Linked DNA regions of Mus musculus: regions 1, 2, 4 and 5 are each linked to region 3. Evidence: chromatin contacts called from public promoter capture Hi-C data. All regions are on one chromosome and are shown on one strand. The core of a region is the stretch at or near the end of the contact, and the rest is flanking DNA. Distances in the headings are between cores, read along the strand shown.

What was found. Promoter capture Hi-C pulls out the DNA fragments that hold promoters and counts their contacts.
Region 1: a contact with region 3 is called in a promoter capture Hi-C map of liver, with 5 times the contacts expected there. The contact joins the promoter of Aph1c here to the promoter of Spg21 in region 3. A contact is called at or near these places in 2 of 39 promoter capture datasets (liver and pre-B cells).
Region 2: a contact with region 3 is called in a promoter capture Hi-C map of erythroid cells, with 6 times the contacts expected there. The contact joins the promoter of Rps27l here to the promoter of Spg21 in region 3. A contact is called at or near these places in 2 of 39 promoter capture datasets (erythroid cells and pre-B cells).
Region 4: a contact with region 3 is called in a promoter capture Hi-C map of erythroid cells, with 4 times the contacts expected there. The contact joins the promoter of Lactb here to the promoter of Spg21 in region 3. A contact is called at or near these places in 2 of 39 promoter capture datasets (erythroid cells and pre-B cells).
Region 5: a promoter capture Hi-C map of erythroid cells shows a contact between it and region 3, with 4 times the contacts expected there. The contact joins the promoter of Rab8b here to the promoter of Spg21 in region 3. A contact is called at or near these places in 2 of 39 promoter capture datasets (erythroid cells and pre-B cells) and 1 of 115 datasets of contacts at active chromatin or transcription factors (astrocytes).

Annotation. Positions count from the first base shown.
Region 1 is chr9:66,831,912-66,837,502 of GRCm38.p6, forward strand. Aph1c (aph1 homolog C, gamma secretase subunit) reads right to left here and starts at 2,795. Exons shown (of 6, transcript NM_026674.3): 1 at 2,575-2,795; 2 at 1,248-1,418. The coding sequence starts at 2,687.
Region 2 is chr9:66,942,739-66,948,560 of GRCm38.p6, forward strand. It overlaps Rps27l (ribosomal protein S27-like), which reads left to right and starts at 3,348. Exons shown (of 4, transcript NM_026467.5): 1 at 3,348-3,442; 2 at 4,093-4,201; 3 at 4,849-4,959. The coding sequence starts at 3,437.
Region 3 is chr9:65,457,374-65,463,638 of GRCm38.p6, forward strand. Spg21 (SPG21, maspardin) reads left to right here and starts at 3,564. Exons shown (of 9, transcript NM_138584.2): 1 at 3,564-3,781.
Region 4 is chr9:66,974,074-66,980,399 of GRCm38.p6, forward strand. It overlaps Lactb (lactamase, beta), which reads right to left and starts at 1,411. Exons shown (of 6, transcript NM_030717.1): 1 at 968-1,411; 2 at 645-711. The coding sequence starts at 1,318.
Region 5 is chr9:66,915,035-66,921,021 of GRCm38.p6, forward strand. It overlaps Rab8b (RAB8B, member RAS oncogene family), which reads right to left and starts at 4,671. Exons shown (of 8, transcript NM_173413.3): 1 at 4,476-4,671. The coding sequence starts at 4,599.

The sequences.
Region 1 (5,591 bases), core at 1,545-4,044, 1.4 Mb after region 3:
CTGGGCAGGCTAGCATGGGCTCTACCAACTTGAGCTACATTCTCTGTCCTAAACATTACTTCCAACATTTACTTAATGCTCTTTACATTTTTTCCCAGAGACTACAAATTTTCATGTTAAACCTTTTCAAAAGTATATTTTTAAAGTTACATTTATTTATTATTTATTTTCTGTATGTGCATACTCCTGATCACATAAATGCCATGGTATACATGTGACGGTCAAGAGACAACTTGAAGTCCTTTCATTTTTTTCTACCTTTAAATGGGTGCCGGGGCTTGATCTCGGGTCATCAGGCTTGGTGGCAAGCACGTTTACCCACTGAACCATCATCTTGCCAGGTACTCCAAAGCTATGCTTTTTTTGCTACTAAGAAATGGCTTCCTGGTTTTCAATTTGTAACTTAAATTGCCTCATTATGAAAAGGGAACTCAATATCTACTGCTAAAAGCAAGATGTTTTTAAAAATCCAGAATAACAACATGTTAGGAAGGGAGATGACCAGAAGCCTGTCCCAGGGGGTGTTGCTGAGACTTACTTTAGGTTTTATCTATGAACTTCGTGGAGAGTCTGAGTGGCAGGAACGAAAACATTTGTTACTCCACTGACCTTACCACAGAAGCAAGGCTAAACTCATAACTTCCTGAAAGAACATAAGAACCTAGGGCTCCAAGTCCAAGCTCTGACTCAAATTACTGGTTTCATGTGACGTCCTCATGGGTCCTTCAGCTGATCATATCCTAGTCCCAAATGAAAGCTCATCTCACACACACACACACACACACACACACACACAAGCCAGTCCTCGTGACAGTCTCTCCCACTCTCTGTTTTTTTTTTTTTTTTTTTTTTTTTTTTTAAGAGAGGCTTCACTATACTCTGTGGATGTCAAGGAACTCACTTTGTAAACCAGACTGGCCTCAAACTCACAGATCTCTGCCTGCCTCTGGGGATTAAGGTGTGCACCACCAGAGCTTCTGTTTTACCTTTGCACCTCCAGTTCTGACAAAGTATCTGGGAAAATTCTCAAGAAACACTTTTGGGAGGAAGGAGAAGGAGGGAAAGGCAAGGGAGCAGGGGAGCAGGGGAGCAGGGGAGCAGGAGGGTGGGAGGGCGGGCGGGCGGACAGGCAGGCAGGCAGGCAAGCCAGGTCATAAATTTAAATACAATTTTCAGGCTAGAAATGTAACAACCACCAAATCATAATTCAAGTCTAACTGGGAAAATAAAACAAACATTTAACTTACTTTAACAGCTTATAATATGCGAGCCTGAACAGCTCTTGGATACAGACAGAGAGCAACGCTCCGAAGATGAGCAGATAATTCTGTACTGATTCATCTCTGTTGTTAGTAATGACTCTCACTAGGAACCAAAACATGGACGAAAGCAGGAGAGACACCAACCAGAAGAAAGCACTGGAACGTAGAAGACAAAAGTCACGAGTTAACAGAAGCACAGGAAACAAATATCTTGATCTTTTTTAGGAAAGAACCCCTTCACATGGTATTCCGAATCAGCATTTGCTAATCAATGGTCCATTTTCCTCCTAGTGAAAAAACAGTCCAAGAGGAACGTCAGATGCCCTCAACAAGGACGATTCAGTGACCCTGTCTGTGTACACCAGAACACTATCTGCCAAGGACTGGCAACGAGGAAGTTGGTTACTGCTTTGCCTCATTGGTGTGCCATAGAAACATATAACCAGTGGCTGTTACAATTTTCATATCCTAGAAAATGTGAATTTAATGGCTTAGCTGTCTGTAAAGATAAGTATCTTTTCTGAAGGAAAACAAACACCTACACCTGTATTTATTGTGTGCACCATGGAAAACTCAGAAGTTGAAAACCCATGCTGTGGTCTAGTTGTTTTCCAGGCCCGGTTCTTACAACCTTCCTGTGGACTTTAAGGACACAGCAAGCTTGACGTTCAACAGACTCTATTGATTTTTAATGCCAACAGCGAAGGAGCACTATTTATTACAGGAAAAAAGAACGCAGAGAGGCTGGAGTTCCTGGCTAGCCAGTGAGTTGCCTGGGTGCCAAGTCTCAGAAACTCAGTCTCAGCAGGTGCAAAGGGATCAAGACCGCAGTCACCAGCAGAGTTAGATATTTACCAAGTTCTCAGCAAGACTGGTCAGGTGTTGCAGCGGTTTTCTCAGGCTTTCACCATTGGCTGCACCCCAACCATTACCCAGGGGCCTACAAGAAAAATCTGAGCCCAAATTCCTCACAGGCATTCTGAGTCCAAGAACGGGGGTTGAGGAGGTGGACAACTGATCCCCAGGTGTCTTTAATGGCAGAGAGTGAGAACAGCTCTTCGATGCCGCTGAGCACTGAGTGAAATGAGAAATTCCTACGGAAAGACTAAGGCTCCATACACGAATGTATCCACTTATTCCCATCTTCCACAGAAGCCAAGACCCGCAGGACTCGCCTGCTCAGCCTGAACCCCCTCCCCCCAGTCTTGGACAGTCCCACAAGCTGGGAGCCACTGGGAGATGGGGATCCCGGGGTCGTGGAAACCCAGGAGAGGGAGGGACCCGCGGTGTCCGGGACTCGGCTCAACCTCACCCAGCGATGAGGAAAATGACGCGCAAAGGGTCGGTGGCGATGGTGAAGAGGTAGAGTGCGAACGCGGGCCCGAAGGCGATGAAGGCGCAACCGAAGAACACAGGCAGCGTCATGGTACCCACAGAAGCCAGTCCCGGGGGACCTGAGTGGATCCGAGGTGACTGGGACGATTTCTTAGCGGAATGCGGGGCGGGGCAGGCCTGCCAGGTACTCCGGGCTCGATCAGAGAAGGGGGCGGAGCAAAGCCCGGGAGGCGGGGCCTCGAGGTGCTCCAAGGCTTTTTTGAGCGGAGGGCGGGACGTACGAGAGGCGGTGCCTTAGGGGCGGTTTCTGGCCAATCAGAGCCTGGGGGCGGTGCAGGACACAGCCAGTCAGAGCAGAGGGCGGAGCGGCGCTCTAGATGAAGTGCCTTGAGATGCTCCGCGGCTTGTTTTTGCAGAGGGCGGGGTGGAGTCGAGGAGGCGGGTCCTCGAGCTGCTCCACAGCAAGGCAGGACTGGGCGGGGGCGGAGCTCGAAAAACAGAGCCTGTATCGCACAACGGTCAGTCGCAGAGGGGTGTCCAGGCGGATCTCGGGAGGTAGTTCCAGGAGGTGCTCCAGGCGCTGAGAGCGAATGGCGGTGCAGGATTCGGGAAGCTATTTCTTGAGAGGCTCAGAGTACTGTTAGAACCTGTGCAGCGGCATCGAGAAGCTGTCAGAGAGGCGGTTCCTCGAGGGGCTCCACGTGCTGTCAGAACCGGGGCGGCCTCTAGTGTCTCTGCGTGCGTACAGCGCAGGGGACAGGGCCTCGAGGGGCTTCACAAGCGGTCAGAGCGGAGGTGCAGCCTGGAAGGATTCGGTGTGCGGGCAGGCTGGGCAGCAACGCGGCCTCCTGGGACTCCACGTGCCGTCAGACTGCGGGGCGGGGCCTTGAGGGCTGGGCAGTTCTTCAGAGCACTCGGGGTGCTGAGAATGGAAAGGGGTCCTTCAAGGTTTCTTCTCTAGGTTTCTTGGGGCAATGAAAGTTGCCCGCCGAACTGGGCGGGCGCCTAGACCTCCGAGAGGCAAAGGGCTACACCAAGCCTCAGACTTGCCAGCGCTGCAGGTCCTTATTCCAAAGCGTGGCTCACTGAAGACTTAAAAGCTGTGCCCCAGCCCTCTTGCCTGTGGGTACACATTGTCCCTGGTGCTGGCCAACTGTAAGGTGGTCTAAGGGAGATTACCAGGCCACTTTTGTGCTGAAGGTCAATTGAAGTAAACAGCAGGACAGGGGCACGGTTCCTTTAAAGTAAGTATTTTTTCTGTGTCCGTGGTTGCAGGAATGTGGGGCTCCCATCCTATGTAAAAATCCAACTGGGCTGGTATGACCCAGGTGAATCATCCCCTATGGAAAAGGAATAATGAAATACTGACGAGTTGTTCTGACAAGTTGGTTTCTGTGCCACTAACAGCCCTGATCTCCAAAAACTTAAAAAATTTTAAAGGCATTCTCTAATCATATCTGAATTTAAATTTCAGGACAAACAACCACAGCTATGTTAAGAATGCTACAAGGTTAATATTGACTAATTACATTCATGTTTGTGGAGAATTGAAACGCTGTAGATACAGAGCCAATATCTTGGGCTATCTAGCCTCTTTAACAGCTATTCATTCCCACCTCTGCATCTGCTCTAATGCCCTTGTGACTATCACGTGACAGGTTTTTTCCTTCATATTTACTACTAGCCTCCACAAACCCCAAAGCTAAGAATGTCATCGGATTGCAGCATCTGACACCTGTAGCAGAGATTTCCCTGCTCTGCTCTGCCCCACTTACCTGATATTTCCAATAATGCATCTGAAAGGGGCCTTGATTTATTACTTTCTTTTGTAACTGTAAAAACTTCATGTACTCATTTCCATGTGGGAAAACAGTATTTGGGGCAACCCCAATACTCTGTTCCCCAGGCCAAGATCACTCAAATTTGGCTGCAGAATAAACAATTTTGAAATGAGAGCTGTGTTTTGCTTGACATTCTTATAGTAACATCGCTTTGCTATACATTCAATCACAAGTCAATTTCAGTGATGCATCTGTCTTCCTGTTTAAATGTAAACTTCCAGAGGGAAAAGACTTTGTTATTTCCCAGTGCCTAGAAGAAACTAAAGTAAGGAATAGAATAATCTTGAAGATGAAGCATTGAAGCATCTGAAATCTATTAATTTCATAATTTCTAAGAAGCTTAAGAATAAAGATTATAAAGTTCTCTGGCCATTCATATTTAAGATACATCTTTATTCATGTTAAGTGAGACTACCTCATGAGTTATCTTGAGGACCAAGCCTGACACACCTATACATTCTGAATATCCATTGCTATAGTCTGCATCTGACCTGTCTCCTTCTGGCCAAGTTTGAACACTTGGACCCCAATTGGTGGCACGGTTCAGGAAGGTTGTTGACTCTTCAGGAGGTAGAGCACTGATGGAAGAAGTGGTTCATTAGGGATGGGCTTGAGGTTTTGTAACCCAGTCTGATTTCCTGATCATCATTGGCTTTGTGATTGTAGATGCAATGTGACCAGCTGCCTCTCCTCTTCTTGCTATGCCTTTCCCACCTTCATGAAGTGTAAGCTCCTCAACTGTAAGCCAAAAGAAACCGTTCATCCCTGAAACTGTTTCGTGTCAGGTATCTTGTCAACAGCAATAAGAAACATAACTAATACACCCATCACAAATGGTTCTGGGAAAGCCTCAGTAAAAAGACACTGAGAAAAGACACTTTCTCACTGGTAGAAAAAGCTGGGAACTAGTTTAAGGCATTTTGTTTATCATGTCTGAAAAATAAGAACTATTTCTTACAGAAGCTGTCATCTTTGCCACCTTAAACAGTCACATGTACATTTATTCCACTCTATATTTATTAGTTTGAAACAGGGTCTCATTACATAGCTCTGACTGGCCTGGAACTTACTATACAGACCAAGCTGGCTTTGAACTCATAAAGGACTCTTCCTCCTTAGCACTGGGATAAAATGTCTGTGCCACCATAGTAGG
Region 2 (5,822 bases), core at 2,098-4,597, 1.5 Mb after region 3:
TGGGTATGGCCATGCTGCCGTCATTGTCTGACAGACTCTAGAATCCTTGGCCTTTTAAGTTAGACTTAGTACATTGGACTCTCCAGGGAACTTCCAGACTTTCCAGATTGTGACTGTTAAGGCAGTGAGCTTCCTGAACCGGGAAGCCACTGGGTTCTCAGTTTCTCTAGCATGACGACAGTCATTGATGGACTATCCAGCCACTCCCTGCTCTCTGTCCCTCTCCCTTCCCCCACCCCCATTTTCCTCCTCTTCCCTTCCTTTTCTCCTCTTCTTCTCCTTCTTTCCCCACCTCTCTCTCAGCTCTATCCTTTTAGAGAACCCTAATGTTTAATAATTTTTTGAGAGGCTTTTCAAGATAGGGTTTCTTTGTGTAGTTCTGGCTATCCTGGAACTTGCTCTGTAGACCAGGCTACAAGATCCGCCTGCCTCTGTCTTCTGAATGCTGGGATTAAAGAAAGGTACCACCACCGTTGAAATTCAGATCCAAGAAAAACAGCTGAGGTGCATTTAACATACCAAAATGGACCTGGCCTTCAGGTTCTCCCAGCATCCCTCAGTCTCTCTCTCTCCCCCCACCCCCTCCCTCTCTCTCATACACACACATACACACACCTTCCCTGGCCTAATTCTTTAGGACCAGTAAGCTGCTTCCCAATAAACCTACCTTTATATATTCTAATCTGACTTGAATTGACTCATTTCAATGGAGAAATAACTTATCCACCACCATCTGGCAGAAAATCCTAATTCTTCTTCTTGCCTCACAATCTGAAATTAAACACATGTTCTAAACACTATTTATCATGTGTGCCAACACTGCATGCATGTTTATTAAAGTCAGAGGACAGCTCTAGGGAATCCAACACATGAGTTCCCTGAATCAAACTCAGGTTACCAGCTTGGTGGCAAGCACCTTGCCCTCTGAGCCATCTCACAGGTCCCACGGTTTAAATCCTGATATAGCCAAGGCCTTATCTATAAAAAGGTTCTTTATATGTTGTTTAGTTGTGAAAAGTAGCAGTAAGGGAAGAAAACAGTGAAAGTTAAGACCAGTTCCCAGGTCTTCCTTCATTCAGCTATTATTTCTGTAAGACATTACCATAAATATAGTGGTTTAAAACAATACAAATGCATAATGGTAAAGTTCTGTGTTTTGAAAGTTTGACCCAGATCTCACTGGGTTGAAACTGAGCAGCGTGGAGGAGAGCAGATTCTTTTTTTTTTTTTTTAAAGATTTATTTTTTTATATGTAAGTACACTGTAGCTGTCTTCAGACACTCCAGAAGAGGGAGTCAGATCTTGTTACGGATGGTTGTGAGCCACCATGTGGTTGCTGGGATTTGAACTCCGGACCTTCGGAAGAGCAGCCTGGAAGAGCAGTCAGGTGCTCTTACCCACTGAGCCATCTCACCAGCCCAAGAGCAGATTCTTTATGGAGATTCACTCCCTTGGTTTGCTGCTTGTACCAACCTCCCACATTCCTTGACTCGATGTCTCCTTCCTCCATCTTCAACGTCAGTAGCAATGTCTGCTGTGGTGTTAGCACACACCTGCATCCCAGCATGCTGGACACTAAGGCAGTAGAATCAGGAGTTTGAGGCTATCTGAGGCTATATAGCAAGACCCTATCTCCAAAAATCAAAACCAAAACAAACACCGCCAACCCCCACCGCCATCCCCACCCCCACCCTATTATGGTGAAGAAACTTCATGGCCAAGGCAACTTCTAGATGGAAAGGTTTATTTAGGTTTATGGTTCCAGAACAGTAAGAATCCATCACCATCATAACACGGATGTGTGGCACCAGGTAGGCATGGCAACGGGAGCAGCAAGCTGAGAGTCACATTTTAAAGGACAAGCGTGAGGCAGAGAGCAAACTGGGAATGTAACTCTTTTAACACCTCAGAGCTGGCTTCTAGGGACATATTTTCTGCAATGAGGCCACACCTCCTAAGCCTCCTAAGCCTAAACCGCACCAACTGGGTCTCAAGTGTTCAAATGGCAGAGACTAGGGCAGGCATCTCATGCAGACTGCAGCCTTAACTGTACTCGTCAAGTAACCACAGACCATGGACATTGAGACATTGGAACTTCTAGGACCATTATTTTCCCCGTACACACATAATAATTTACATAGTTATCTATATCACCATATTTAGTATTGACTTACAGTTTATTCATTTTTGGTGTTCCAGAGATGGCCCCATATGGCTGAAGATGATCTTGAATTTCCAACCCTCCTGCCTAAACCCCAAGTGCTGGATTATAATAAGTGTGCCCCATACCCCTAGATGTATCCAGTGCTGGAAATCAAACTCGGGGTTTCTTACTTACTGGGTGAGCACTCCTCCATGAGGGAATGCGGTGTTTTAATTTTCTTCTGCTTTATGCAAATTGAGTATTATACATCTTTTTTTTTTCCCCAAATTGGTAGGACAGTCTTAGGGTCAAGCTTATAAATGGTGTATGTGTGTGTGTTTAAGCCAGGGGGTCAATATCAGGTTTCTTTCTTAGGTGCCACCTACCACGTTTTCTGAGACAGAGGCATATCAAACACAGCAGCAAATGGGATTTGTTTAAAAAACTATTTCAGAGCAAAGCAAACCGGAGGTGAAGCCTATCCGGTGCAGAACTTCAAGTCTCACTCCTTAGAAGGCACAGACACAAGACTAGAAGTTTGTTTCACAACCCGTCAGTGGGATCTTTCTAGTTAAAAATTATTTATTTAGTGGTGTTAGGGATTTAACCTAAGGCTTCATGAAGGCAAGGCAAGCATGCTATTAGCTGAGCTACACCTCCAACCCCAAAATCAGATTTTTAAATTTAATTATGAGTGTGTGTGTGCGCGCGCGCGCATAGGGAGTGCAGTGCCATAGAGATCAGAAAAGACCTGCAGATCTCCCTGGAGTTGAGTTTGAGGCAGTTTCGAACCGCCCAGCTCGGTTCTGAAAACCAAACCCAGATCGTCTGCGGGAGCAGTACACAGTCTTAACCAACACACACTCTTAAGCGCTGAGCCAGCCCCCTCCCAGGCTCGCCTATGGTGTTTGTAATACAGCGAAGAACAAAGATTATTGTTCCGTGTGTCCCCCTGTCCGCTGCCCCGCACAATGAACAGGGGAGACCAGGCTAGTTGCAGCCTCGGGTCTGGTTTCCCTCTAATGCCTAATGCCCGGGCCTCCGAAGCCCGGCCTGGGTGCAGGGCGGAGTCGGAGTTTAACGCAGAAGCCATTTAAATGTCCCTCATTGGACTTGGCCCGGCGGTCAGGGCGGGAGCCGTACCACTGAGACGGGAGCCTAGAGCGGTCGCCCCCGCCTCCACTCCTCTCCACTCCTCCCCGCCGCCTCTATCCCGGAAGTTGCTGAGGGGCGCTCGAAAGCGAGCAGTTCGTCTCGGCGACCTGGAGCGGCCGCGCTTGCGGAGCCGTCACCATGCCCGTAAGTTTTTGACTTTGGGCTCGGGCTTGCTTTCCTTCAGGCTTTCTGTTAGTCTGGCGCCTCGGCAGGCGGCTAAGCCCGCGGCGTCTCTTGCTCCTGCGGGCCGAGGCATGGCGGGCTTGTTGAGACTTGTCCGGGCGACACGGCGCGGCATGGCGTGGCGGGCCCTGTCCGGGCTCGCGTGAGTGGCCAGCCCGTGGGGTGCAGCTCCCAGCTCACCATGGGCTTCAGGGTCACTAACGGGCCTCGCAGCTTCCGACACGTTCACTCCACCCCGGGCGAGCATGCCGCAGCCCTGTGCTGGCCATTGGATGTGGAGCCCCGGGGCTGAGGTCATCCCGGCCTTGTTCTGATCTGCTGCGCTGCGGCTTCGGGGAGGCCCGAGCCAGACGCTGGTTTTTACTTAGCTTTGATGGCTACCCAGCCAAACGACAAAGGGGTTCTCTCTCCCATATGCTGCCCGAGCGCTGTAAAGTGCCAGGAAAGGACTGGCAACGTGTGGGTGAAAGTGGTCCTATCTTGAAAAGTTAGGGTCTTAAGTACCCCCTCTGCGGAGTGTGCCTGTTGCTCCTGCTTTGCGTTCCTCGTGTGATTCGGGCTGCCACCCGTGTACTGTGACTCCAGTAGTAACAATATGTTTCCTTCCACAGCTGGCTAGAGATCTGTTACACCCTTCCTTGGAGGAGGAGAAGAAAAAACATAAGAAGAAACGGCTGGTTCAGAGCCCAAATTCTTACTTCATGGATGTGAAATGTCCAGGTATAAAATTTCAAATTTCCCTGTCCTAAAGGACGTTTCAGGAAAGATTCACACTTTAATAAGTCAGGATCCACTGTTGACTAGAAATGACATTACAGAATTGTCATAAGGGTCATTTTAAAGAAACATACTCAAACCTTTGTAGAAACATATGGGAGCCAGGTAAAGGATACGTTGACTTAAGTCTTTAACTTAAGATGATCATTAAGATGATGAATTTTCTTTTTTGCAATGCAAATAAAATATATGTTGATTCTTCATTCTCAAACTGCTGTCTGATGTGTTTGCTATACCATATGTGTCTGTTTAGTACTTAACATGTGGAAATGGAAACAGAATTTAAGAGTAAAACACTACACTGAAGCTATAACTTGAAACAGATGACATGTCTGTTACATGCTGAAATGTTAACGGTTCTGGAATACTAAATTTAATGTTTCACCTTAAAAAAAACAAGTGACTTCTAGAATAATTATTGTTTACAGAATTTACAGGAAATTCTGTTAAACTTAAGTTCTGTTAAAACATCACTTAATATATAAATGACAAGTACTTTACATGCTATCAAGAAAAATGAAGAGCTGGGGCTGTGTTTTCATCTGCTTTTCAAGTTTTTAATGTATGGTTCCCCTTCCTTCCCTTTCTAGGTTGCTACAAGATTACTACAGTTTTCAGCCATGCACAGACTGTGGTTCTTTGTGTGGGTTGTTCAACTGTGTTGTGCCAGCCCACAGGAGGAAAAGCCAGGCTCACAGAAGGTATGGCTTTTTTTTTTTTTTTTTTTTTTTTTTTTTGGTTTTTAGAGACAGGGTTTCTCTGTGTAGCCCTGGCTGTCCTGGAACTCACTCTGTAGACCAGGCTGGCCTCGAACTCAGAAATCCGCCTGCCTCTGCCTCCCCAGTGCTGGGATTAAAGGTGTGCGCCACCACTGCCTGGCTGGTATGGCATTTTTAAACCTGGTAATGAGATTTTAAATGTTTTATTGTGGGCTCTTTAAAGAGTCCCCAGTTCGGGGTTAGGGAGATGGCTCCAAGGTTAAGAGCACTGACTCCTCTTTGAAAGGACTTGAGTTCAATTCCCTGTACCCACAGCTCACAACTATCTCTAATTCTGGTTCCCAGGATTCAGCACATAGACATACATGCCATACATATGAAATAAAAATAAATTTAAAAACAATAAAACTTTTAAAAATATAATGATAAAAAGAATCCCCAGTTCAAGTGGCTAACTTTATACTTATGATACTGCCATTATTTTTTTCTAACTTTAGAATACTTAAAATCTTACAGATTTATTCACCTGCATGCTTAACTTAGATTAAAATAAAATTAAGTCAGAATGGAAGCAACTATAACTGCCTACACAACAACACAGGTTTTTTTATTAACCATAAGATTTTTTTTTAATATTTTGTTTTATATGTATTTGGTGCATAAAGGTTTTTTAAATTGTTGCCAGTTAAGAATCAAATACCTCAGTTGTATCAATTAAAATGCCCTATATTTTATTTCATGGATAACTTTTAAAAAACTTATTTAATGCTTAATTTAAAAATCAAATTAACATTCTTAATTTGAAAATATAATTAACATTTTGATTTCATTTAATACTATAAATA
Region 3 (6,265 bases), core at 2,314-4,813:
ATACATAGTGAGATCCTGTCTCAAAACAACAAAAAGATGGTACTGCAAGACAGTATTGTCTTTTTTTTTTTTTAAATATATTTTCCAGTCACTTCTTAACAAATCCCTGGTTTCTGGGAATACTCAAATGGGCCCAATAAAGGGAGGCATTTTAGATCCAAGGCCTAATGCATTGAGATATCACCAGATAAGGGAGGGGAAGGGCCCTTTGTGTAGTTGCTATGATTATAGCACATCGGACCCACAGAGAGCTTATGGGAGAGCCAAACTTCAGTAAAGCTTCTTATTAGATATCAACTTGAAGTCAGTGGGCAGCTATGGAAGGATTTAGAGTATAGTATAGTTCTGAATATAGTTGTTTTCATTATACTAGTCACAAATAATATGTGAATAGATTTTTAAAATTTATTTTGTGTATGTGTGTGGCTTAGTGTATATATGTGCACCATAGGCTTGCAGTGCCAACGAGCCCAATAGAGGATATTGGATCCCCTGGAACTGGAGTTACAGGTGGTTGTGAGCCACTATGTACATGCTAAAAGTTGAAGCTAGGACCTCTGCAAAAGCAGCCAGTGCTCTTAAGCACTGTGCCAACTCCAGCCTCATGAGTAGATTTTCATATAAACTCATACGCTAAAACTTAATTCATCATTCATTCAATCGTCAATTTCTGCTCAAGTCTAACAATTACATTACTTCACGTATATCTTTTAAAAATTGCAGCAAACAATGGTGCATACCTTTAATCCCAGCACTCAGGAGGCAAAGGAGGGCAGATCTCTGAGTTTGAGGCCAGCTTGGCCTGGTCTACAGAGTGAGTTCCAGGACAGCTAGGGTTATGCAGAGAAACCCTGTCTTGAAAAGCCAAATAAGTAAAATTTAAAAAAGTGTGTGTGTATGCATGTACAAGTGTTGGTAAGAGCCAGAAAAGATAGTTAGATCCCCAGGAACTGGAGTTACAAGTAGGTGGTTGTGAGCTACCTAATATGGGTGCTGGGAATCCCACTCAGGTCCTCTGCAAGAGCAGCAAGAACTCTTAACCACCGAGCCATCCCTTCAGCCCTTTGATGTATATCTTTGTCAGACATGAATATATATATATATATATGATTGCTCTGTGTGATTTAAAACAAATGGTATTTTGTCAAAAAGAAACAAGTCTATTGTGATGGTACACCCCTGTAATCCCAGGAAGAATAGTCCGTGTTTTACCCTGCTGATCCATCTCTCCAGCCCTCAGAGTGAACTTTCAAGCACAAAATACATGTCCTGGGTTGACACACTTCAGTTAACAAGACCAGTTAGCCAGAAGCAGAATTACAAAAGCCAAAAAGCAAGGTTAGAACGTTTAGAGACTTTCCCGGGACTATGGGCTTTGATGGATTAGGTCTTGGTTTCCATTTTTGGCAGGTGGCACTGTCTACATTCTGAGCTTTAGAGCCCAAATGACACTTCCACCATGGAGCCAGTAGTGCTAAGGTCTGGGACCTGTCATACCTGGTCTTTATATAGAATTCCAGGCCAGGGAGGTTTACAGAATAAGATTCTGTCTTAAGACACACTCCCCACTTTCACCCCACATGCCTAAAGTTTGGGACAAATCCACAAGCCATTTGGTCCCTTGTTTATGTTACTTGGTATTCACAGCATATTCTGTGAACATTCCAGCTTTCGGAGGAGAGCCTCATACAGGCATTGATGCTGTACTTAGATGCTGTGGGAACTTCCAGTGGATGCCACACAGGACAGCTGCAAATTCTTAGCACTCTGCCCACCAAGTCTACCCAAGCTGTGGCCTGCCTTGCTCAGAAACCTGCTGCCAACAGCTGTGTGCTGAGACAGCTGGACACGCAGATGTCAAACATTCTGTCAAGGACAAACAGTGTGCTTGCCATGTGTTGAGGAACAACTGAAGATTCAAATAACCCTATGGGACTTTTCTAAGAGACACAAAACATTGTTAGATTGCTCACATTGTAATAAAATATGCACACACACACACACACACACACACACATATATATATCAAAGCCTATCTATCATGTATTTGGTGATGAGCTCTGAATTTTGAGAGCTGGTTAAAGGTCTTTTCAGATTCTGTATCTACCACTTTTTGCTATAATTTTGAACAATTCAGTTAGCTTTGAGATACAGTACCACTATTTGAGATCCTTCTGCCTCACCTTTTTGAGAGCCGAGACATCACTATGCATTGGGGAAAATGTGTCTGGTGTTTGTCTAAGTTCTAGACTGGAACCTAAGACTCCTGAGCCATAGATCAGTGTTTGGTTGTTTTGTGGTTTTGTTTTTGTTTTTTTGAGTCATTGTTTTCGTCTGTGCTCTCTAGGCCTGGAGAGATGGTTTGGTGGTTAACAAACTTACTGCTCTTCCAGAGGACCAAAGCTGAGTTCCTAGTACCCAGTCAGGCTTGATCCATCTTAATCATCTGCAGTTCCAGCTCCAGGGGGTCCAAAGCTGGCCTCAGCAGGCATCAACACACACACGTACACACACACACACACACACGCACACACACACGTACAGGCACACGCACACACACACACGCACACGTACATGCACAGGCACAGGGACACGCACACACACACACACACACGTGGGGGCTGAGAGATTGCTCAGAGGTTAAGAATACATATTACTTTTACACCCGTGTTAGGCAACTCACAAACACTTGTAATGCCAGCTCTAGGATCCTCCTCTGCCCTCCTTATAAACTACACTCATGTGCACCATATATTCTCTCTCCCACAAACACACACACGATTAAAAGTAATAATAATAAAAAATATTTTTAAAAGTCCCTAAAACATTAGGATCTTGCTTTAGGAACCTTACAAATTTTCAAACAAGATTGACAGGTCACTCAATATTATTATGCATTATTTCAGAGCAAAGCTGTAAGCTAACTGAAAGGTGTTGTGGCATCTGCCACATCTCTCGTAAGAACAGTGACTAGACTGTGCCTGACAGAAGAGGGCAAACCAGCGCTGAGTATACCCCCTCAACATCAGCACAAAGCCATAAAAGGAGACAAGGCTTTGAAAGGAGGTCAGAGGACAGCGTCTATACAAAAGGTAAAAACAATTTTGCTGAGAAAGCATATGCAGTTGGGAGGCTGAAGGGGAATGGGACATGGGAGGCAGAGACTAAGGGAGGGTGATGATCCAAATTCTTTATATAGGTATCAAAATGTCCTAATTAAGCCATTGTAATGAACTGATATATACTAATGTTTTAAAAAGACTATGTCAAGGCCTATTCACCAAAGCTATGGACCAAAAGTGTCTCCCCACCAAAGCATGAAGACGCCTAAAAACCGAAGTCAGAAGCACATCCCCGGGGCCTACAGCCTAGATTTTTCACTTCCTCCTCCATGCTCCTGTCAGAAGTGACCAAGAACTGACCCTTATCCACCACCAGCCTCCACAGCCTCTAGGACACCGCAAATCTCAGAACAGGGCCTCCCTTGCCAGCCCCGTCGCCATAGTAACCACCAGAGCCCCGCCCCTTCCTCGCCATCTGGTCCCGCCTCCTCGGAACCCGGAAGCGGGAGGCGCGCCCGGGGAGCTCGCAGTACCAAAGCTGGGAGGCGGTGGCCTCTGGCTGCTCGGCCGCGCGCCCCCTCTGCCCGCTGCTCCCGCGGGGCTCCTGATCTGCGGCCGCCGGTCCAGTCCGCGCCCCGCCGACTCCATCCTCTGCGCCCAAATCGGGGCGAAGATCCGTCTAGGCTGGAAAGAAAGGGACGCGGGAGCGGCCACGGCAGGTGAGGGGCAGGCCCTGGAAAGCAAGAGTGTGGGTGTGTGGTGCGTGTAGGGTTGTAGGTGGGCGTGTATCGAGCATGCGTGACTTACGAGCAGAGTTCACGAGTGGGCAGGTCCTTGTGACCATGCACGTGATCCATATCTCTGTGTGTGCGTGTGGTGCGCTCTCGCGGGCGCCTGTGTGTGTCCGATTGTGCCTGTGGGTCTGTCTAAGGTTCAGCCTCGGTTCATTGCGGATTGTTGTTGTTTCTGAACTGGTGGAACCCAGGGCGGCCCCTATGGCGATTGGTGCCCAAAATCCTTAGTCAGACATCCTCATTTTCTTGAGCCACCCATCCTGGGGCAGAAATTCAGGAGCATTTTGGTTTCAGTCAACTTTTAAGGGCTGCGAGTAGAGTTGTTTTAAAGATCCTACCTCAGACTAGGTGTGAGGCCTGTGAAAGAGTCATGAAGAGTGTAGCAGGGCGAGAGAAACCCCCCCCCCCTTTTTTCTTCTTTTCCCAGGGAGTTAGAAGTTAGGGGCTGATGTTGTTTTGTCTCCATCTGCAGTGGTCTAGCTTCTCTTTTTGCAAGGATTCTGCACATTGGGAAGCCGTCTAATAGCTGTGTATGAGTTTTCAAAAAGATTTTACACCAGAACCTTGAAACGAGTGGTCAGAGAGAAAGATGTGCGGGCAGCGTCTCCTCTCATGATATTTAGAGAGAAGTGGATAGGTTCCTGGAGAAAGGATAAATCTTACCTGAAGAAATCTCCAAAAAGATGGCTATTTAATACATATAGGTGTGGTGAAGGATGAAGATGTGTAGTGAACAGCCCGCCGCAGGGCCTTAGGTGTAGTTCAGTGGTAAAAGCCCATGGTGAGCGTTCCCCAACACCGAGAACCATAGTTATGTCACCTAGAGGCTCTCTAGTTCTAATAACCTTTTTAATTGGTTGTATTAACAACCACAGATTGTCCCTATATAAGACACCTATACATTGAGATAAAGGACCAGCAATATGTGACTGACCGTGTGTTAAACATTTGTAGAGGCGATTTCCTCAGCTATGAACTGCAGGTTCTGTTGAAACTCTGAAGGCCAAGTACATGCTCTCTCACAACTAGCCAACTTACTGTCCAGCAACGCAAGGTCCAAGAAGAGCTGGGGAGCCTTAGCATCCTGGCCAGCGGGAGGAGGGGTTTCCTTGATAAAGCTTATCTCTGCCTCTTTCCTCACCAGCCTGAACAGGTGCTTCTGTTTTTTGTAAAGAACAGAGTCACGAGAAAGCAAATCTGTCCTGAACACACTGCCCATGTTTCTTTTCATCCTGACCAGTTTGGTCACAGTCTCAGCTAACTTTCTGGGCCACAGATTTTTTTTTTTTTTTTTTTTTTTTTTTTTTTTTAAGAATGTTTCTCTTGTGACTTGGAAAAGCATCCGGCTTAAGTGGATGAAAGAGAGCTAGAACAAACTTTCCTTTTCATACCCTTCACAGCTGCTTTAGCTTTGCAGCAGGTTTTTTTTTTTTTTTTTCTTCCTAGCCGTCAGCTGGTCCTACGCAACATTTGGCAACATTTGGTAACTGTCTCACCTTTCCTCACCACCCAACCAGCACAAGTGTTAGAATCACCTGTCCTTGCAAAAGTGTCCTCACAGCTGTGTAGGAACTCTTATGCATCAAGATTAGTTACAATGTGGTCAGTACTGAGCTGCTTGTGAGTTATACTGAAGACCCGGTAAGGACTACCCTTCGGCCACTGTGGGAAAGAAGTAGGTAGCTCATTTGTGTGCCTGCCTGTGTGCTTGTACCTAGTTTGGTTTGTGAGTGGCATCTTATTAAAACTGTGGATAATTTTTTTTTTTTTTGTAAGTTGGTCGATCCTAGAAGTAAACTTTAACAAGTTGATTGATGTTTTAGCTTTGTGTGTTTGAGACAGGGTCTTACTATTACTGCATAGCTCTGGCTGGCCTGGAACTCACTATGTAGACCAGGATGGCCTTGAACTCCCAGAGAGCTAGCTGTCCGCCCCTGAGGGCTAGGATTAAAGATGTGTGCCATCACACCTGGCTGTTTAGCCTGTCTTTAATATTCCCTCCTGCAGACATTCTAGAAAATGTTTCCAGTTGGAAGTGCACAGATGCTGTGGTGGTATTTCAAGTCTGTCCTGATATAAAATATTCCAGGATTAACTGTATATGCCGCTAGTTGCTTTTATTTTAAAGTAATAACTTAAAGGGAGACAGGAGAGTTAAATTAACTAAAATGTACTACATAAATGTATGAAGCTATCAAATAAAGCAGTTTTAAATGGTGAAAGATGTGCTAAAAATGGTTTAAATGGCTTAGTTTTTTTTTTTGTTTTTTAATTAGATGTTTTCTTTATTTACATTTTAAATGCTATCCCCTCTCCAAAAATCACCTATACCCTCCCCCTGCTCCCCAACCCACCCACTCCTACTTCCTGGCCCTGAAATTTCCCTATACTGGGGCATAGACTCTTCGA
Region 4 (6,326 bases), core at 161-2,660, 1.5 Mb after region 3:
ACCACTTTGATTTATGTGGTGCAAGGGATTATACCCAGAACTTGTACCCAAAAGCAAGCACCAACTGAGCTCCATCCCAAACCACTTCAAGCTTGTCGTTAAAAACAAAACAGGTAACACTCTGTCTAGTAAATGTAATAATAAACTGTAAATCATTAAGGACCAGGGATATCATGTATTCTTAATACTTGGTATAGTGCCTTTTACAGAAGTGGGGAATAAAAAAATTACAGAATGAAAGAATAAAAATATGCAGAAACTGACATTTTAGTTACTAATAAGGGTTATCTAATATGTAATAGTGGTAATTTAATGGATTGTTCTACATTCCATTTTCAGACCAATTCTTAAGAGTAAACTGGGAGAAGAAACAGCATTTTGAACACATCCACGTACTTGAGTCACACAATTTAATTATTTACTTTATTTTGCCCTCACACATGGAGGCTAAGCAAGTGAGCTTCCACTGAGCTATACTCCTAGCCCAGTTAGTTACATTTTAAACTTTCCAGTGATAAATAAAACAGCCTGATTATTCTAGGGATACATTGTCTCTACAAATGTGCCACTTTTTGCAACTCCAACCTGTAAAACATCAGTATTTTATTTTACCAATAACAAAATGGGCTACCTGCTGAACTCACCTTCTGACCAGACTTCTTTTCCATCTACAGAAACTCCAACCACGATGCCGGGGGCACCAACCTCATCCTAAGAGAAAAGAAAGACCCTGGTGGTTCAAAAGTAGACTGACTCCGCCCACTCTGCGGTCCCGCCCACCAGGAGGGCAATGGTTCTGCTCCGATTGCCCTGGCCGTCGGAGTGCACAGGACTCTAAAGGGGAAGGGGCGGGCCCCTCCGCGACCGGTGACCTCAGCTGCTACTTGAGCAGCCCTAAGAGCGTCAGCCCGCGGCCAGGCAGTCAGAAAAACGGAAGCCGCCGCCCTGACGCCCACTGGGCCCGCACCTTGATCCGGTGTAGCAGATCGCGGCTGCTCTCGATGGCTCTGGAGAAGCCCCTGGCTGCTGGCGGCGCAGGCGTGTGCGGGCTCCCCGGGCTCAGGGCCTGCTCGTGCGATAACTCGGTAGTGCCGGACGCCTCGGGGTCCGCGGGGGACTGAATGGGGACGGCGCCCCGCAGCCCGACCACCAGCTTCGCGCCGAGAGCCAGCCCCAGCCCGAGCCCCAGGCCGCCGGCCCAACCAAGGCCCAGCACAGGCAGGCCCGGTCGCCTGTGCGCCCCGCGCCGCCCTCCGTCCCAGGCTGGGCCTGCGGTGGCCGCAGCCCGAGCTGTCACGCTTGACAGGAGCCGGTACATGTTGCCTCCGCAGAGCCGGCTGCCTCCTAGCTTGCTCCGGCTTGGCCCGCGGCGGGCGGGACGAGGGGGCGGGGCTGAGGCGGGGCTTTACAGTACCTCTCAGTCAAGGCCGGGTGGGTGAGCGACGAGCGCATCGAGCGCCTGGTCCTCGTCTCCTTTCTAGCCTTCTGGCTACTAATCCTCTTTGGTTCCACCCCTCCTTTTCTTGCTTTCTTTTCCCTCCCTCTTTTTCATATCTTTCTTCCTTCTTTTATCTTCTCCTTTTCCTCTCTCTTCTCTCCCTTTAGCTCTAACCTCCCTCTCTTGTTTTCTTTTTCTCTCGCATCCCACATTCCTCCCTCTATCCTCTTTTCTCTTTCCCTCTCTTTATTTCTGATTCTCTCCTCTTTCTCCTTCCCACTTTAGTTTCTACCTGTCCCTCAAGCCTCTCTTTTCCTTTTCTCCTCCTCATCTCTCTCCTTTTCCATGCTTCTTCTCTCTCACAACACACATGATATCCTTAGACAAGTCTCCTGTCACAGCAACACCCTCTTGCCACCTTATGCCTATGTTAACAACACTCGCCCCTTTGTTTGACTGAGATGCACAGTGGTTAAAACACTTGCCATGCAAACACAAGGACTGGAATTCAAATCCCCAGTATCCGGGTGAAAATGCCCAGTGGGCATGGCGCCTACCTGTAACGGATTGAGAAACCCAGCCTCAATCCAAAGTTAGAAGCGCAATTATAGATGGTTTCCAACATAGTCTGGGACGTTCTCAGGCAAATGCTAATATGCATGTATATACATGCACACACACAAAAGTGGGAAAAAGCAAACCTGATGTGGGTTTTTTTCATTCTTTTAGGAGAATTTTATGTCTTGACTCGCCTTCCTGCCCAGTGACAATCATTCTAGCAAACATTAATCATCGTAACTGCTCTGGAGATTGGTTGTGTTGTCTGACATCAGTTCCATGAGGAAACTGGAGTAAAGGGAGGCTAAGGGATTTGTCTAAATCTACAGAGTTGTCAGGTGATGGCCCAGAAATGTACCTTCTCAGCCTTCCTCTCTTGTCAGAGGGTTTGAAGGGTTCTACGATCAGAGGCGTGGGCGGTGAATCAGCTTCCCAGTGGTGCGATGGATGCAGCTGCAGCTAGTATTATTACATGGCCAGGGTCCACTGGGCGCTACAGCTGCCCTTCCACACCCAGTCCTGTTCTCTGAAGCAAACTCTAGCCAGGCTACTCTCAGTTCTCTTCCTGAGTAGGAAACTCTTCCACAGTTTCTCACAGCTCAAGGCTGCGTTGCTAGAGTGACCCTATCTTTCTTCAAAATACCTGCCTGAGAAAGATCAGAGTTTCCAAACGCAGTTACTGTTTGTTCCAACCACCACTGGAAAACAGAGCTCCTGTCCCCCAGTCTGTGGCAGAGGGTAGGAGCCTCACGTCATAAGTGCCAAATAGCAAAATGGGTGGATTCATGTGGACCAAAACCCTTTCTGCTTCTTGTGACTGTCCACACTCCTGATCAGCTCAAGTTGTCACCGCTCGCTCTCTCCTCCTACCCCATCACCTCTGCCCACATCCCATGGAGCTCCGCTTCCTCTGCCCTGCGTAGCTATGGAGTACGGTCTGGTGTCCAGCTGCGTCTGGCTTTGTCACACACATCCGTCGGTCCTGTCCAAAATGTGGCCCCTGAGAAATAGATCCTTGTTTTCCAAGCAAGGTCTTCAGGCGTGCATTCACTGTGAGGTTCGTGGAGTTGAGCGGTTAAGGCTCAGTGAGGAGCTCCAAGCAGAAAGGGCTGCCCACTCTGATTTGCAGGGACAAGCACACAGACATGCTTGGAGAGAAGGAACACAGAGGAACAGAATTTTGGTCTGATTGCAGGTGCTAATTATAAGAGACTTTCCTTTTCAAAAGACTATCTGTGGCGGGGGAGATAAATCCGTTCACAGAGTACTTGCCTGGCAAACTGGGTTCTATCCCAAGAACCACACAAACTGGGTGTGGTGGCACATGCCCAGAATTCCAGCGCCTGGAAGGTGGAAGCAGGAGGATCAGAAGTTTTCATTTTCTAGAATTTTCATCCATGAAGACTTGAATCATATTCTTTTTAAAGCCTTCCTCCTTTCACCCAGCATAATTATTCTGGTGTCAGCGCATGCACCCACAGCCCACTCTTCTATTTTATTATTATTTATGTGTTTTCATATACAAAAAGATAAAACTTGAAAGTGTACTAGATTTTCCCTCCTATTGTGTCGTGGGGATGTCTGCTCCTTCACACAGGGAGAAATACTAAAATCACCACAGGGAAAGAAAAAGATGGATGCAGCTGCCAATGAATGAACTATGATACAATCAATGTTCTTTCCAAAATGTTTGCATTTTGTAACTGTAGTTACAAGGATATCTGCTTCAGGCCATTTTAGGTAGGTGTGTGTGTGTGTGTGTGTGTGTGTGTGATATTCCTGCAGTTATGGCTATAACAGTTTGTTTATGCATTTACTAGTGGACTGTGCCTTTTCTAGTTTCAACCATTGAACATGAAACTGCTACAGACAACCACAATGTCTTGTTATAATGCAGGTTTTCATTTCTCTTAGAAATTATAGTTGGAGGTGGAGTGCAGAGCCATTGCATAACTCTGTATTTAATTGCGCTCCCAGAAGCAGCATTTCACCTGCCCACCAGCACTGCATGATAGTTTCAGTTCCTCAGTGTAGCTGCCAGCACTGGCTTTCTTCTTTTCTGTCTTTCTTTTTTTCTTCTCCTTTCTTTTTTTAGCCCTGGCTGTCCTGGAACTCACTATGTAGACCAGACTGGCCTCAGACTCAGAGATCCACCTGCCTCTGTCTCTTGAGTGCTGAGAATAAAGGCACTGGCCCAGCTCCAGCTTCCTGCTGACAGCCACCCCAGCAGGCAGGAACTGGATCTCACTGAGGTTTTGCCCTGCATTTCCTCTGAGAGCTGATGCTGTTAAGGTCAGTAGCTATTTACACATCTTTTCCTTAGTTGTAAGTGCTGTTTTCTTATTAAGATATATTTTATGTATACCACTAGCTTGCACATTAATTAACACTATAATAAGATGATATGCATAGTCTTCACAGAAGAAAAAAGGAAGGACTGGGGTTAAAAAAAAATCCCTTCCCCCAACAAGTAATAAGTTACTTTTTCTTACATTATTTAAACTTTGTGTATGTTTTGCATCATGTATGGGTACCATGTGTATGCAGTACCCATGGAGGCCAGAGAGGGGGTGGATCCTCTTGTAAATGTAGCTACAGACAGTTATTAGCTGCCATGTGGGTGCTGGGTATCGAACCTGCTCCTCTGGAAAGACAGGAAGTTACTTTTTCTAAGTAGGTCAATGGAGAAATATATTCAGCAACTAGTCATGTCTAATTGCTATTGCACTGATGGTCAATGGAATTTAAAAAGAACCATTATGAATTCAATGTCCTGGATATTAAAGCAGCACACACATCTTCATATAGAGTAATGTCTATTCAAAGCTTCTACACTCACTATGTTCCTTTATGTGTATGCGTATGCCTAAGTGTATGTAGGCGCTAGCCTGGGGTGCCCATGGAGGCCAGAAGAGAGGATCAAATCCCCTAGAACTGGAGTGACAGAGAGTCAGGAGGACCAAACCCTGGATACTCTGCAAGAACAGCAAGTAGTCTCAACCACTGAGCCATCTCTCCAGCCCCACTATTTGATTGATTGATTGATTGATTGAGATAGGATCAGGTTGGCCTGGAATTCACTAAGTACCCCAGCTAGTCCTCAAACTCTAACCTCCTGCCTTAATGTTACAAGTGCTGAGATTACGTGTGTGCACCATCAGGGCTGGATCTCCTGCCCATTTATTTTATATTTTTAAATATTAATTTTATTTTACTTTATATGTGTGAATGTCATACCTGTATGTGTGTATGTGCACGATGTGTGTGCCTAGTCCAAAGAGAGGGTCAGGTTCCCTGCAACTGGAGTTATAGCTATTGTGAGCCATCACGTGGGTCCCGGAAATTGAACCTGGGTCCTCTGCAAGAGCAACAACTGTTCTGAACCACTGAGCCATCTCTTTGCCCCCACCTTCCCATTTCTATAACAGTATTGAATGACAAAATGAAGAAGCCACTAGTGGGTTACAATGAAGTCGGGGACTGGGGTGGGGGAAGGAGAGAAGTGTGCTAAGTACAGTTTAAAAGGCTGAGGTGAAGGATCATGGAGGTGACAGGCCTGTTCAGCTTGTCTGTGGAGTAGGACACAGGCTTTACTGGTCATTAATTGTCATAGAAACACAAGTACACAAAGAGTAGAAGAGAAACCGGGGCAACCTGAATTACATTAATAGATTCTATTTATGTTACCGTCTTAGCTATGGTACTTTACTGTAGTTTTTTTTTTTTTAAATGTTACCAATTTGTCTTTTTTTTTTAAAGATGTATTTATTTATTATATGTAAGTACACTGTAGCTGTCTTCAGACACTCCAGAAGAGGGAGTCAGATCTTGTTACAGATGGTTGTGAGCCACCATGTGGTTGCTGGGATTTGAACTCCGGACCTTCGGAAGAGCAGTCGGGTGCTCTTACCCACTGAGCCATCTCACCAGCCCCCCAATTTGTCTTTTTAAAACAGTTATGGGATCTATAAGTAATAAATTTTATTACTTACCAGGGCATGTGAATATACAATTATTTCCAAATAAGGTTAAGTTTAAAAATGCAATAAAAAAAAACCCTGATCAGTCTCATAATGTGTCCCTTCAAGTACTGTCCTTAATAAGGCTATATTACACAACCTTCAAAGCTCAGCTCGGGTCTTGTGTCTTCCCGTAGACGTCACTGGTCAGAACCAGCCAACTGTTTCCTCTGCCTTGATCTTCTGTGCCTTCTCTGTTGTGCCAGCTGTTCGGATCTAGGTGGCAACCCTCTGAAGGCACAGCTTCGCCTCTGCATTTCTCTCCCCATATATAAAGCTCCAGATTGCTTTGTCTTGGCGGGTCTGAATCC
Region 5 (5,987 bases), core at 3,421-5,920, 1.5 Mb after region 3:
CGGGCCCATAGGCTATACTGGATAAACTGACTCAAAGACAAATGAAGCCAGGAGAGTGAGTGGTATAGACAAAATGCCTAAGAGTGCTCTGCTGGCATTTTGCATCAACAATTACCAGTGTGGGGCTACGAAATGATTTGATGAGTTATCTCACATGTGGAAGGAATGTTAATGGCAGGGTGCACTATGATCTCTTGACCTGAAACTCCAGGCCTGGAAGGAAGAATAAAGGCCGTATGTGGAGTTATCCCTCCCCATACAGAGTCTCTCAGGACCATTTCCCTTCCCTTAATGCTAATGGAGATGGAAACACCTTAACTTCCCACCCTGACAGACACTTGTGCAAGTCCAACTACTCCCAGGAAAATGTGGATTTACAGAGAGGATCAAACTCATCCCAGCGATGAACGAGACACAGAGTTGGACTTGGAGCTTCAGTAGTACTCTGCTGGAGATGAAGAATTCGCATTTGTCAAGCTGAGACAGGGCATAAAGTGGATCATTTCTACAACTCACTCCACGTCAAACAATGACTACACTAAATAATGAAACCACTCAGGAAATACCTAACAGGAAGAAGGGGGCAGGGCAGAGGAGAGACGGGGAAGGGAATCAGCTTAGAAGGTCCCATTGTAGGGCAGAGTTGGGTCCTCTCAGTTCTACCAGCACCTTGTTTAATACAAGGCCATTTCAAGATGTCTGGGTGCCCTCATATCCATATTAAAATGCACCCATAACCTTCAGGAAACATACATGAAATAGTTTCACCATTTCTATCTAAACATTATATTTATAAATATTCACCTAATTGTTAATTATGATTATGTAAGGGAAGGGGCTGGAGTCAATCTAAAGTTTTTGGTTTTTTTTTAATTTTTCCAACATTTGAGCTAGTTAGTTGGCCTGAGGCATTAGGCCTGTAATTTCAAGTGACTAACTCAGCTTTACTTCATGATTTGCAAGTATTATCTGACTAATAGACTAAAAGAGTTCCAGAAAGCCACGTGAAAGAAAAGCTACCTTTTGTCACGCCAAAGAACAGGAAGGACTCCAAGTGGCAAACCTTTGAGAAACGAAGAGTATCTGAGACAACTGAACCTAGACTCAAAATGACTGTCTCCTCTTTCATGGATCCCCCATCCACAGTCTAAAGACAAAAGAACTGTTTTTAAACACGTAAACACTAGCAATGCACAATTAAAGCAAAAGCATATCTTCATAGTAAAAGGCAGACATGGGATGTATCTGCCAAATACACACAAACACAGGCCCTCAGAAGAGCTCTTTCCTGGGGCGTGGTGCTTATCAAATTTGTCAGCAGTACTACAAGAAGACCTTGTCAAGCTCAGTCACAGTAAAGCCCAGGACTTTACACAAATGGACACTTAAATTATGATAGGAAAAGAAGGGTCACCAACTGTCACTGAAACAACTTCATAATGGAGGTGTGGTGTGGAGCTTATCGGGAGTGACATTGCTGCTAGAAACTGTGCTTGTGGCCAGTCAGGAGTCTGTGGAACTTTTCTCGAGAGTAGTGTGAACTTCACCCGACTGTTCAAGCGTAATTGCAACTACACAGCATTTTGCTTTCAGGTATATAAGTTCTCTGGCTGTCTGCTACCACTTCCTGTTGGAGTTCTGGGGCTAAGTAAAAGATATGGGAGTTTCCCTCCTCCTATCAACTGAAGACATAGCTTGACACTATATTCACCACATTCACCACACAGAAGGTACAAAGACCAAGAGTTCACATGAGACTCACCATGTATATATACCTCCTAATCTCAGCTGTCGAAGGGTACCTGCTTTAATGTTTTAAATGTAACGTTTAAAGTGTGAAATGTAATACACTACACACACACACACACACACACACACACACACACACACACACAGAGATCTGTTGGGGTGGGGTGGCTAGGGATTAAGTCCAAGGCCTCGTCCATGTTAAGCATATACTATATAATTCAGTTAAACCCTTAGCCAAGAAAAGTGATTTTTAAAAGATAGTGTTAAAAGGTCCTTACAAGAAATGTGGGGGGAGTAGGGCGCTGGTAAATCTACTGCCGAGGAATCCAAGGAATTTAACATGCTGTATTAGTGAGATTTAGTCACTTTCTTTTCATTTTTTTTCCTTTTAAAAAAGTTTATGTGCCCATGTGTGCGCCTGGGTGGGAGATGTCTACGTGTGAGCGCAGCTGCCCAGAGAGGCCAGAAGAGGAGTCAGGAGCCCTAGAGTTGGAGTTGCTGGCTGACAGGTATTTGTGAGCCACCTGCTATGGGTGCTGGGATCTAACCTTGGGTCCCCAAGAAGAACAGCAGGTACTTTTAGCTGCTGAGCCGTCTCTCTTGCCCCAGACTTACTCAGTTGTGAAAGTTGAAGCAGGAGGAAAGTTCTGAGAAGTTTGCACGTGGAACAGACACTGTCCCCCACCCTTAACTTCTTAGGAACTGTCCTTTCCAAGCTGAGCTGCAGCATGCAGTCAACACTGAAGAAGAGTCCTTTGGGGCTTGGAAACTGATACCAGAAATGAATGTCCTTTAGCAGCTGTACCAGCTTGCACCAAGTCTCTTACAAATACACTTTCGAGAAGGGAGATGACATTTAAAATCTGCTTCCTCAGAAAAGTCCCACTCAAGACTAACTGCCAAGAACTCGCAACTCAAACTTCCTTCAGCCCAGATATCACAACACCCAAATTTCCATTCAGTCTGTAGGAAAAAAAAAAATCAGAATAAACCATGGAGACTCTTTACCAATACTTACACTGGAAAGTGCTCGATACCTACTTTTAAAATGTCACCTATTTTCAAATGCCACAAATATTTAAACACGGATTTTGTTTTGTTTTTAATTCAAGGTTTTTTTCCTGCATAAATGTATGTACACCATGTAAATGTCTAGTCCCCACGGAGGCCAGAAGAGGGTGTTGTATTCCATTAGAATTACAGGCAGTATGAGGTGCCAAGTGAGTGCTATGAACCAAACCTGGGTCCTCTGTAAGAGCAGCAAATCCTCCTAACCACCATAGCAACTTTCCAGCCCCTTTGACATACTTATTGTCAACACACTAGTTCCCCATTACTTGTGGATCACCTGGAAAGCCATTTGAAAAATGCTTTAAATAAGCTAGTATTAGAGGCCAGACAACCAAAAAGCTGATGAGTGAGTGGGCCACTGGACTGCAGCTATTTAACAAAGGAAATAATGTTAAGGTCATCCTACTGAAGGTTTAAAAGCAGTTTTGATGTGTTCTTCAGTTTACAACTTAAAGATCCTGTTTACCTGCACACAATGTCTTTTACTGAAGATACAAGAGCAGCTCCCAGTGAAGAGTGAGAAATTTTTTTCTTGAGTCAATTAGAAGTAATTGGGAAATATACAGTATGTTATGATTCACCTACAAAGTAATTAGAATCAAAGGAAACTACACAGGGAGGCAGGCGGAATGTACAGTCAATCACTTGGCTTGGATGTTACCAACTACACGAGCTCAAGAATTTACAAAGTTGAGAAACTTACTGCTGCTTCCCAAGACACGGAATAAGGCGGTGAACAATAAATTTCTTCTAACCACATCATCTCCCAAAGTCCCCAGCCCCTTTAATTCCTATAAACACTCAAAAGATTTTTAACACCCCGTAGACATTACTCCATCATTAGTCACTTTTTAAATCTCGATTCAAAGATGTCAAGAGAAAATGGAAACCAGCGTTCCCAGTTACTAGGGAAAGTCCTGAGCCCCGCGTTTTCCATTTCCTCTCTGATCTCTCAACCCCTGCACTGCATCCCCTGCTTCCCCTTCTCCTTTCTAGTTAACACTCAGCTCGCCTTCACTTTCTCCACCAAGTAGCCTCAAGTCGCCCTCGGGTCCTCCTGAGTCCTTCTCCCACCTACAATCTTCTGCATTTTCTCTTGGCATCTCTGTTCACACCTTTAGAGTCAATGTCGTTTTATCGCTTGCCTCCTGATCATTCAGTCAGTCATTCCCCTCAATTCCCTGTTGACCGCCTCCTAGTCTCACTTCTCTTGTCCCTGGTGTCCTCTGCCCCTTTACTTCATTTGAAGCCCCTCTTTGAGTCCTCAAACCTTCATTTCCCTCTTCACATTTCCTTCCTCTTTCCTGTCTTTCTAACCCACGTTCGTATTCACTCTCCCTCCCCTCCTTCTCTTTCCGTACGATTTCCTGTGTTCCCCCGACTCCGTCCCTCTGGGACGCCGCTGCCGCCGCCGCCCCGGAGCCCCCTCGTGTCCCCAACACCCCTGGTTTCCGATTGCTCCGGTTCCCTTTCGTCCGTCCGCAGTTCCGCATCCCCATCCGTCCCTTTCAGCCTCTCCGGCTCTCACTGCCCTCTCCGCGGCCCTTCGGGGTCCCCTTCTCCGGTCGCCAAGCCCTCGCGTGCCCTCTCCCAGGCCCCCAGGCACCCGCCCCCCTCGTCTCAGCTCCCGTCCCGGGCCGCGGCCGCTCCCTCACCGATGGTGGAGATAAAGGTGGTGTTGAAGGCGTCCTCTGAGAAGCGGAACAGGAGGCAGGTCTTGCCAACGCCGGAGTCGCCGATGAGCAGCAGCTTGAACAGATAATCGTACGTCTTCGCCATCTTCTCACTCCGGCCCTCTCTGACCGCCAAGAGCAAGGAGGCGGTGGAAAGCAGCGCGGAGGGGGGGCCTCTGGCGAGGGGGCGTGTCTGCCAAGCCACCCGCGCCCCGCCCCGCCTCTCGCCCCACCCTCTTGAGGCGACAGGCTCGCTCCTCCCCGTCCCAGCCAATCTGCCCGCGCCTTGTCATCACCCTCCGCCCCGCGAGGCTTTATGGGATTTGTAGTACTCTGGGAGAGCCGCGGGCGTGCCTCGCCCAAACTGTCCGAACAACCTCCCTGGATAACAAATCTGAGTGATGTAGGGTGGTGTGTTAAGACTTTCCATCCTTACAGGGAAAAGACGCTTCGTTTCAAACTCCTCTTCTTTTGCCAAGGGAACTTGACTTTGTTGTTTCTTTGTTTATGGGCATCTTTCAAATCCAAGACCTCGGAATCTAAGTCCTGCAGTTCGCTCATCTACTTGCCTGAACCCGGAGCTCGGCAAGCTTTCTTTGGAGATGCAAAGGTTCACGAAGTCTGTGAATTAGCTGCAGAGTATTACCCAGCCTCTCCCGTTCCCGCCCATTTCCTAGGCCCCCTTCCACAGCCCTTCAATTATAGAGCTCAAGGAGTGATGTTAGCGGGCTAATTTCATTCCCACTTGTGCCTTCTGAACTACAGGCCACAGCCAAATGCGATGATCATTTTAGAGGCTCTGCTTCATAGATACCGCCTCGCGCACCGCGGGAGGATGAATTCTTGAGAAAGAAAGAAAGAAAGAGAGAGAGAGAGAGAGAGAGAGGGAGGGAGGGAGGGAGGGAGGGAGGGAGGGAGGGAGGGAGAGAGAGAGAGAGAGAGAGAGAGAGAGAGAGAGAGAGAGAGAGAAAGAAAGAAAGAAAGAGAGGAGAGGGGAGAGAGGGGAGAGAGGGAGAAGAGAAGAGAAGAGAAGAGAAGATAAGATAAGAGAAGAGAAGAGAAGAGAAGAGAAGAGAAGAGAAGAGAAGAGAAGAAAGATGTGGGAAGGCTTGTGCTACGAACAGCTTATAAAATAGCGCCACCTGAGACAGGTGACGGGAACTTTGGCCATAGAAGATGTAGAGATTTAGATTTGGATTTAGTCTTTGCTAAGCCACTTCACAGCTGTGTGAAGTCTCACAGGCTTGACACGTCTCAGTTTTCTCATCTGTAAAGACGAATGAAAAACAAACTACTTCATAGGTTGTAGTGAAAATTAAATACTGAGTGTGAAAGCACTTTGAAACTTGGTAAGGTGCTGTGAAGTGTAGGTGTTAGTTGCGTTTAAATTTATCACTCCTCAGGAGGCTTTCAATTAATGGGTGGCAAAAGGAAGGGAGGAAATAGCACTTTGATGTATTCAATTCAAGCCTTCATTATTTATTACCCTAGACT